2 separate regions of the Rattus norvegicus genome follow, and region 2 is linked to region 1. Evidence: chromatin contacts called from public Hi-C data. All regions are on one chromosome and are shown on one strand. The core of a region is the stretch at or near the end of the contact, and the rest is flanking DNA. Distances in the headings are between cores, read along the strand shown.

What was found. Hi-C and Micro-C count contacts between places; a contact is called where the count stands out from the background.
Region 2: a Hi-C map of mammary epithelial cells shows a contact between it and region 1, with 2.5 times the contacts expected there. The contact joins the promoter of Sos2 here to the promoter of Nemf in region 1. A contact is called at or near these places in 3 of 12 Hi-C or Micro-C datasets (frontal cortex, hepatocytes and mammary epithelial cells) and 1 of 1 datasets of contacts at active chromatin or transcription factors (oligodendrocytes).

Annotation. Positions count from the first base shown.
Region 1 is chr6:93,570,395-93,575,301 of GRCr8, reverse strand. Nemf (nuclear export mediator factor) reads left to right here and starts at 3,439. Exons shown (of 33, transcript NM_001170586.2): 1 at 3,439-3,537; 2 at 4,212-4,280; 3 at 4,431-4,533. The coding sequence starts at 3,479.
Region 2 is chr6:93,890,116-93,894,489 of GRCr8, reverse strand. Sos2 (SOS Ras/Rho guanine nucleotide exchange factor 2) reads left to right here and starts at 2,501. Exons shown (of 23, transcript NM_001135561.1): 1 at 2,501-2,587. The coding sequence starts at 2,501.

The DNA.
Region 1 (4,907 bases), core at 2,190-4,689:
TGCTTAGGGGCATATTATAAATTTAGCTAGTCTATGTCCCCGAGTTCTGGAAAATTTTCTGTAATGTCTTCCTAGCATTTTTAACGCATTCCTCTGTATCCATTTATGTTAAATTATTGAATTATTGAATACAGAGCAACCTTTAAAACCTTGGAAACCTGAGGAAAACATAATAGTCCTAACTTAGAATTTATAAGGTCTGGATTCTATCCTTATGACTGCAAAAGAACAGAAGGACTTTAAAAATTATAAATATTTATTAGGTGAACACAGCAGAAATGCTGAGTAGTTTAAAAACAAAACAATAACAAAAAGTTTACTCTCTCTTTACTAAAAAAAGAGACAAAACAATTTTTATCTATCTCATTTTGTTGTTTTGTTTTCTCCTCTTATAAACAGAATTTGGTTTTAAACCTGAATTTGGTTCACAATGGCTTAGCTGTACCTGTAATTCCTAGTCTGTATTCTAACATCTGGAGAGGGCCATACAGACATCATAGGGGATAAAAGGGCTTCACAGATTCCACTAACTTTGGGGTTGTGATACAGAGAGGTTATTCTAATAGGCCGAATATAATTTAAGTGTCCTTATAAAAAGACAAGAGTTAGGGTTATGGAAAGAGATATGGCCTGGAAGCACATGTTGAAGCCATTTAGGATCACCAGTCAAAGAATATGGCAACTTTGGAAGCTATAAGAGACAATGCAAGGGATTTTCCTGAGACCCCTGCCCCACCCTGCCCTGTCCCTGCCCCATTCCCACGCATGCCCCCACATAGATGCAGTTCTGCAGACCCCTTTGGGACTTCTGACCTTCAGAACACTAAGAAAATAAATTTGTAGAGAAAGCCCTGGGGGACTATTTATTGTTGACATCAATAAAGCCGTGGCAAGGACTCCAAGGACCCCATTAGGATCCATGAAAGAATGGCAAAAACCTTCCACCCAGGGTGAGGTTCAGAGGCATGGCAAAGGCTTCCTCTGGTTCAAGCGTGGATGTTGACAGTGTGGCAATAAAAAATATCCACTGTATATTTCTCCCCCTGGATGTTACAGCCTGAAGATTGCTCCCCTACAGAGACTGCTCCTACTGAAAAGAGCTAAACTTGACTCCTGATCCAACTGTATACCATAAATCTGTCTCCTTATCCAGATATATACCATAAACCTGTCTCCTTATCCAGATGTATACCATAAACCTACCTGCTTATTCAACTATATGCAGCGACCCCACCTTTCTGTTCCACTCTAAATACTAAATACGCTGAGCTTTATAGCAGTTGGGTTAGGGGCTGTAGTTTCTTCAGTCTCATGACCTCTTCGAGGGTTGGAACTACTCTTTCACAGGAGTCACTTAAGATCATAAGAAAATACAAATATGTCTCATTCATAAGGGTAGCAAAATTACAGCTATGAAATAGCAACAAATATCATTTTATTGTTGGGTGTCACTACAGCATGAGGAACTGTATTAAAGGGTTGCAGCATTAGGAAGGGTGAGAACCCCTGGCTCAGACCCATCTGACCTTTGATCTGTCTTTTCTTCATGCTCTTACTGCCCTAGTCCGGTTTATCCCTGGATGCTGTACACAGACATTGTGTTGTATTGTTTTCATCTCTACACTTGTAGCAGGTAATAGAACAGTGATAGGAGCCATTACAGAAAGCTGCACAGGTGCCCAAGCTCCACACTTGAGTCAGAGGAAGACTGTTATAAGAGCTGTGTATGTTTTGGTTGTACTTGTATTTAGCCTTCTACTTGTATTTAGGATAGAACAAAAATTGATGCTTACTACAAAATGCTGTGAGTTGGGTCCCTTTTGAGTGCTGGAAACTTGGTGCCCAGTGCAGTGGTAAGAGCCTTTAAAATCAGAAATGATATTGTTCTTGGGGGAAACCAGTTTCACTCATGAAGAAACTATTATAAGAGGAAGCCTGGCGTCTGTGTCCCTGCTGCTTCTGTCTCGCCTTGTAACTGTCCCTTCCCTTTCCCACTCTGCTTCCCATCACGATGCTGGAATGTAGCCCGACCGAGGCCCTTGTTAGGTTGAAATAATTGTGGCTATTCAACTTCAGAATTCCAGCTTGTAAAACTGTGAACTATATACATCATTTAACCTTTGGTGTTTTGTTACAGCAATAGAAAATAGATTAAGACATTTGCCAATGTTAAAGGTTCATGATCTGGGCATGATAGTATGTACCTATAATTCTAACACCAACGAGGCTGGGATGAGAGGGAGTCTGAGGACAGCCTGCGTTAAAGGTTGAGTTTAACTAGCCTTGACTATGTAGTATGCCCTGTCTCAAAAAACAAAACAAAACAAAACAAAAAACCCAGAATAATAATTACAAAATTCCTTATGTATTTAAATATACTAATTTGACACTTTTTCTGCTTGCTTTTGCTTTTTTGGTCACCCATTCTAAGAACTTACATATGAATGCTTATGACTTTAAACTTTTAAATAAATGTTTCACTCATTTAAAAATTGCTCAAGTTGCTAAGTGTGTAGGTAATTTCAACACTCGAAAAGTAGAGGCAGGAGAATTCAGAGTTCTAAGGCATCTTGGGCTATATAGCAAGACCCTATCTCAAAAATGACCATTACGACCACACACACACACACACACACACACACACACACACACACACACCATCCACTGTCCAAAACTATTAAAATTGTTTATCACTAATAATAGAACTTTTAAAAAGAAAAATTTAGATGAATTAATAACCTGAACAATTTATGAATTGGTAGCATGCACAACTAGAAGAAAGAGAGGTTCAGAGAACGCCGGGATATGTGGGAGGAATAATTTTTCTCCTCCCATGGGAACTCTCACTATATTTTTATCTGACATCTTTACTTAGCGAACTTCTTTACTATTTGAGGTGCCAAGAATTTATGACACACGAGCTGTATAGCACCCACCATGTTCAACTTGAGTGAGAATTCTACAGTATGCCGGACAGTAGTGCCCATCAAAATAGGAACCCATCTCTACGGCTTGTCAGAGTGAGGAAAAACAAACCTTTGGGTTTTGTCTGATCTCAAATCCGGGTTTAGAAAGCGCCCTTGCACTTTCATCCCGAGCGCTAGCGCCCTCCTGGGGAAATTCTCCTATTCGCTTCAAAATGGTTAATGACCTATAGGGTCACTGTGGAGACCGGCTTTAATTCCCAAACACAAGAGGACAAGGGGACGGGATTAACCTGGTCAGTGTTCAAGGGAAAGACGCAGTTTCAAAAAAGTAGATAGTTCTATGTCGAGTTGTTTTAACACAGTGAAAAACGAATTGATTATGATTTTACAAAAAAAAAAAAAAATCGGTTAAATGACGCACTTTTGCTTTAAGAAATAATGGGTCTCCTGGGCTGCCGTAGATTTAAGTCAAGTGCGCGTGCGCAGAAGCCTAGCAGTTCTGCGTCGGGGCAGCCTAGGAGAGGACTGCGGTAGCGACGCGCACCCTAGCCATGAAGACCCGCTTCAGCACTGTTGACCTCCGCGCGGTGCTCGCGGAACTGAATGCGAAGTATGGTGGTGGGGGTGAACAGGCTCGTGCTAGGAGAGCAGGGAGTGGAGGCCCGGCACCCGGTGGTCGCGAGACGGACCGGAGAGCCTCACGGTCTTCCCAGTGCCCCGGGGATTCGCTAGGCCTGGGGGCCGAGCTCCGAGCCAGTGCCCTCGGGAGACCTCCGGAGACGCGTGTCCGTACGCTGTCTCTCCTTAGCTCTGGTTCCGAGAGATCTCACAGCGAACGCTTGGTAGAACGGGAGTGATGGTCATTGCTCCGGACTGGTGGGAATTCTTCAGAATTCCCATCCTTCTTCCTAAGGAGAGGTAGCAGGGCCTTTCAGCTGAAATAGGCAGATTTGGACCTGTGTTTTGGACTTGAATCCTATTCAGCTGTGTGAACCTTGTGTCGTTTTCGGGGACTAGGTTACTCCCACCGCTCCTAATAAATCAGATTAAATTTTACTGTATTTACCCCCAAAATACTGGGCCGTTTCAGATGAAGGCAGTTGTCTAGTGTTCCTGAGACCATAGGTCACTATTGTGGCTTAAAGTCTACAGTTAATTTGAGGATAACCTTCATAGGCGATGGTGATATCCTGGCTGAAGAGTTCCTCTCCTGCAACCCCAATAAATGACGGAAAGTTTTGCTTCAACCAAGAGTATGATTTATTATATGTTTCGTTTTTGCAGCTTGCTAGGAATGAGAGTAAACAACGTTTATGATGTGGATAACAAGACGTATCTTATTCGGCTTCAAAAGTAAGAATATTTTATAGGACTACTTTTGGTAAATAAATATGACATTCTTGTTTTTTTTTTAATAACCAGCATTTTGGGTTTTTTTTTTTTAATTTAGAGAATAAATTTTGGCAAATTCCCTAAAGAAAAATTTGACTTTCTCTTGAACAGACCTGATTTTAAAGCTACACTGTTACTTGAATCTGGTATACGAATTCACACAACAGAATTTGAGTGGCCTAAGAACATGATGCCGTCTAGTTTTGCTATGAAGGTAAATTTTAAGTTTGGAGGTAATTTTTAAAACTCCATTTATTTACTTATCGTGTGTGTGTGTGTGTCCGTGTGCGTGCATGCGTGCGTGAGCATAGGTGGAAACAACATACAGGCAAAACTTGGGGCTCTCAAGTGAATGTCAAAAGACAACCTATGGGGAGTCAGTTCTGATGTGAGATGAGGGGTCAGGGGTAAGATCCAACTTTATTCCTCAGACTTGATCTATGTACCCTATCTGCTGGCCTGGAACTTGCCCTTTTGTTGTTATTTGAAACAGTTTGCGTGTATAGCCTTGTCTGTACCAGAACTCTCTCTGTAGACCATGTTGGCCTCAAACTCAGAGATGGGCCTACCTTTGCCTTCTTAGTGTCA
Region 2 (4,374 bases), core at 1,252-3,751, 320 kb before region 1:
CAAAAACTGAATTGCTGCAGTTGTGTTTTTTCTAGCTTGTTATTGCCTTTTAGATTGGCTTGTGGGTTTTCCCCCAAAGGTATTAAAAAATACCAGTATATCAGTCTAGATTTTTGTGACATGTAAAAATCATCCCCCCCCCAGGCCATTCCCCCCTTTTAATACATGTAAATCTTTGACCTATTAGGCATTTCTGCCTGAGTATGAGATATGGATTCAACAGTTTTTGTTGGTCTTTAAATGGCCACTTGTACGGCTGAGAAACTTCTCTGGTGTCATTCTTGGACCCTTCATATCATGGGGATCCCATTTCTGTTTGCTAGCCTGGAGATCCCAGGGCAGATGCCTGTAGAGACAGGTTACACAAAGGAGGAACAGGGCCACATCGGGAGCACAGCCAACTGGAAATGGGTGGCACACTTTTAGAAAGAGGGCGGTCTTCGTACTGCCTGCTCATTTCTTTGCATAGATGCAGTAGGCCACGGCGCTGCCAGATCTTTGTCAAGAGACGCTGGAAATAGAAAAAAAAAAAAAAGCTATTGATTTTAAAATGGTAATACCAATTAAACATTCTTAATACTGGCTTGGCGAAACAAATACATCTTCAGGCCAGATTAAGCCCAGGGGAATCTCCCAATATCCTTTGCCAAAGAATGAAACTTCCCACCAATGACTTTCCTATGAGAAAATACAATCGCAGTCTGATAATTTGACAGCTTTGTGTTTTATAGCTGGGGTCTGAAAACTGTGGGAGAATTAAGGACTTTCTATAAACCAGAGTATATTTAGTACATAGGACTATGAACATGACCATTTATTAGAGACATTTCAACAACTTTAGTATTATTGTGTACGCGTGCGTGCGACGACACACACATGCCACATTTCAGATGTAGAGGTCAGGGAACAACCTTGTGGAGCTGGTTCTTTTCTCCTTCACGTGGGTTCCAAGGGTGGAACTCAGGGTGTCAGCCTTGTGAAGCAGGTACCTTTTCCTCGACAGCCTCATAGGACATATTTTTTGACCCAGTGGATACTTAGATTTAAAAAAGAAAAGAAAAACAAAAACAAAAACAAAACAACCCCCCTCCAGAAACCTGCGATCTCTTTAATTATTCGGTCTGCCATTCTTTGTGAAGACAAAATGGTGTTGTGTTTGGGGGAGAACAGTGTTCACCCACTGATTCTGGAACTGAAATTACTGCACAGTTATCCTTTACTCTGTCCTTTTGTTCCCTACCTCACTGCTGGTGGCTGGGTGCATGACTGTTTTTACAGCCCGTTGGGAGCAATTTGTTCAGCAATTTTAGTGGGATGAAATTTGGGCTAGTGAAAAAGTTTCCAGAGTTCATGCCCCTTCAACTCAAAAAAGCATAGGGTCAGAGGAACTCTATTTGATGCTAATTAGTATGTCTGTATAGCAGGATCCAGGTTCTGTAAACCCTTAAGTAGAAAGGATTTGAAGAACACGATTAACCAAAGCACATTATCTGAAAGGTTTTGGATGCCTTTTCTTTTTCTTAACACAGGGATCTTAGGTGAAATAAGTCGAACTGAAGTCGTTTGGCCCTGGGCGCTAAGCGCTTCCCACGATCCCACAACGTGACTTTATGAAATAGCCACTATCACCTAAATATACAACGGAGCCACATAGAGCACACGTTAAATAAATATCCTATCAGCCCAAATGTCCTTTTCTCCCCACATCCGTGTTCTGCCTTCCAGAGCTGCAGTCACGGCTCCTGGGTCCCCTAGGGCTGCACGAATCAGGTTTGTCTGCCGGGACTCAGACGCCGCCGCCGAGTGTGTCTGGAACAGCCGCCCCGCCCCGGCGCACGTTCCCAGGAGAGACCGATTACCCTCCCGGCCCCCGGGCCCCGCACCCGGCGCCTGGGCCCGCTCGGCGGCGCGCATGCTCGGTGCTGGTCTTCTCCCGAGACTCGGGAGAGCGAGCGCCGGGCCCAGCCGAGCAGCCGCTGCAGGGACCCGGCGCTCGGCGGCGGCCCGCGGGGCTGGAGGGGCGGCCAGCGCCGTGCACGCCGGACACGCGCGCCCACTCGGCCCCGAGGGCCCTCTGGAGGTGACTCGGGCGGGCCCGGCCCGGCGGCGTCGGCTGCGCGGAGGGCGGGGGAGGCGATGAGGACGCTGCGGGCCGCCGCTGTCTGCCCGCCGCGGCCGTAGCGGGAGTCGGGGCGGGGGCGAGGCCGGCGTTGCCCCGCGCTGCGCACCCAGACAAAGGAGGAGGAGCCACCAGACGAGCGGGCAGGCGCCGTGGGGATAGCAGGGCGCCTCGGGCCGCCGCGCTTCCTCGGGGCTGCGGGGCCGCCAAGCCTCGGCGATCGCCCGCCCGCCCGCCCGCCGGCGCCGCCCCCGAGCGCTCGGCCGGAGCTGCGGCCCGGGCGGGAGGCGGCGGCCCGGGCGAGGCGAGGCGAGGCGGCCTGCGTCCTGCCTGTCAGGCCACCGGCCCAGCCTCCGATGCGGAGGCGCTGCGGCCGGGGCCATGCAGCAGGCGCCGCAGCCCTACGAGTTCTTCAGCGAAGAGAACAGCCCGAAATGGCGGGGACTGTTGGTCCCGGCCCTGCGGAAGGTCAGTGCTGGGGCCGAGGGAGGTGCCGCGGGGCGACGGGCTGGGGGGCCGGGCCGGGAGCTCGCACAACTTGTAACGGGGAGAACAGGGAGCACGGCTCGCGCTCGCACGGGTGCCGGGACCCAGCCTTCTCAGGCCGGGAGTCCGGTGCTCCTCATTGCCTGTTGCATCCCGAAGGACGTTTTCTCAACTTTCTTTTTTGGCCTGGTCCCGGAAGGAAGGTTTTGTTATGATCATAAAACTGGATTTCATCTTACAGTCATTTCGTCAGGCAACTTCCGCCGTTGACCAATGTGTTGTCCTCAGGCTGGGTTCTGGCAAGACAAAGTCCCGCTGGTTTTTAGTTTCTAAAACAAATGCACGATTTCGGACCGAGTGACTACTTTGAATTGAGTTCTTTGGGGGTGTTCGCCTCGGGCGGTTTGCTTGCCACGGTTGCCCATTTGCTTGTTGAGGCAATGCTGTTTTTGCTAATATGAATGTGTGTTTCACATGTGTGAAGTGTCAGTGAGTCATAGTATTCGTTTTCCAGCACTTGAGGTGAATCTAAAGCGCCTCTCCATTTCCTGAAGAAGTCTTACCTGAATACGAGGATTGCCTCACAAAATGTGGTCAGTTTCTTCACATCGATGAGAACTTGTAATAATCACTGTTAAGGGACAATGGGGAGGGGCAGCTCATGCAAATCAGTGTTTGAAAATTAGATACACTGCTAGGGTGTGTGTCTCCTGGTTGGTGCTAGTCTTACATGAAGTTAGGTAATTATGCAATGCTTTTTTGTTGCTGTTAAATTCTTTTTGTAAGATGGACTTGTAGATTTGAAAACTGCATGGGCTCACGGTGAGTGGTCATACTTCTTGAACATGGGCTTCTCCCTGTAACTTTTCCTTTTCTGAAAAATAAACAAGAATGTACTTACTTATTCATTCATTTATCGTCCTTTAATCCTTGGCCAACGATAACCTCATTAGGGAACGGGTGATTTGCCATTCAGCAACACAGACTTGATGGCTTGAATTTCAGTCCTGGAATCCACATAAAGGTGATGGGAAGAGCTGAGTCTGCAAAGTCCGCCCAGCCTTCATGCAGGACTCTCACCACACACACACACACTAACACACAGATCACACACACTATACACAAACCACTAACGCACAGATCACACACACACAAACACACACTCAAAGAGACAAGACCGAGACACACCATCACCACCCCAACACCACCACCACTACCACCACAACCACGAAGAAGAAGAAGAAGAACAACAACAACAACAACTGCACTTGAAAAATAATTCATCGTACATGTCTAGGAATGGAAAGGCAAGCCCACTCTAATGGTAAAAACATTTCCATTGTATTTTTCAGAATTTCAAATTTGACACTGGCATAATTCTCATAAGGAGGTATTTATTGGTCTCCTTGGGAGCACACACCAAATCATGTCTTTTTAAAGAACTTTGTGGATGTGGGAGGCATGTCGGGTAGTGATAATGAATTCTCTTTTGAATTAAAAGCAAAGGGGGAAAAACCTAGGTAGTAGTAATTGGCCCTTCTACCTCACAGAAAGGCAATGTATTTATCGGCTCAACCCGTGTTGGCCATTGATACAAATATATACACATTCATAATTTTGATAGCAAAAGGTGGCTTAGACTCTACACAATCCTTGATGCATAAATATGAATTTAATTTTTCAGAATAAATCAGAAATAAAACCAGAACTAGCATCCATTCCTCATCTCTTGCTTTGGTCCTGGAACTGTGCGTTTATATGTTGTATTT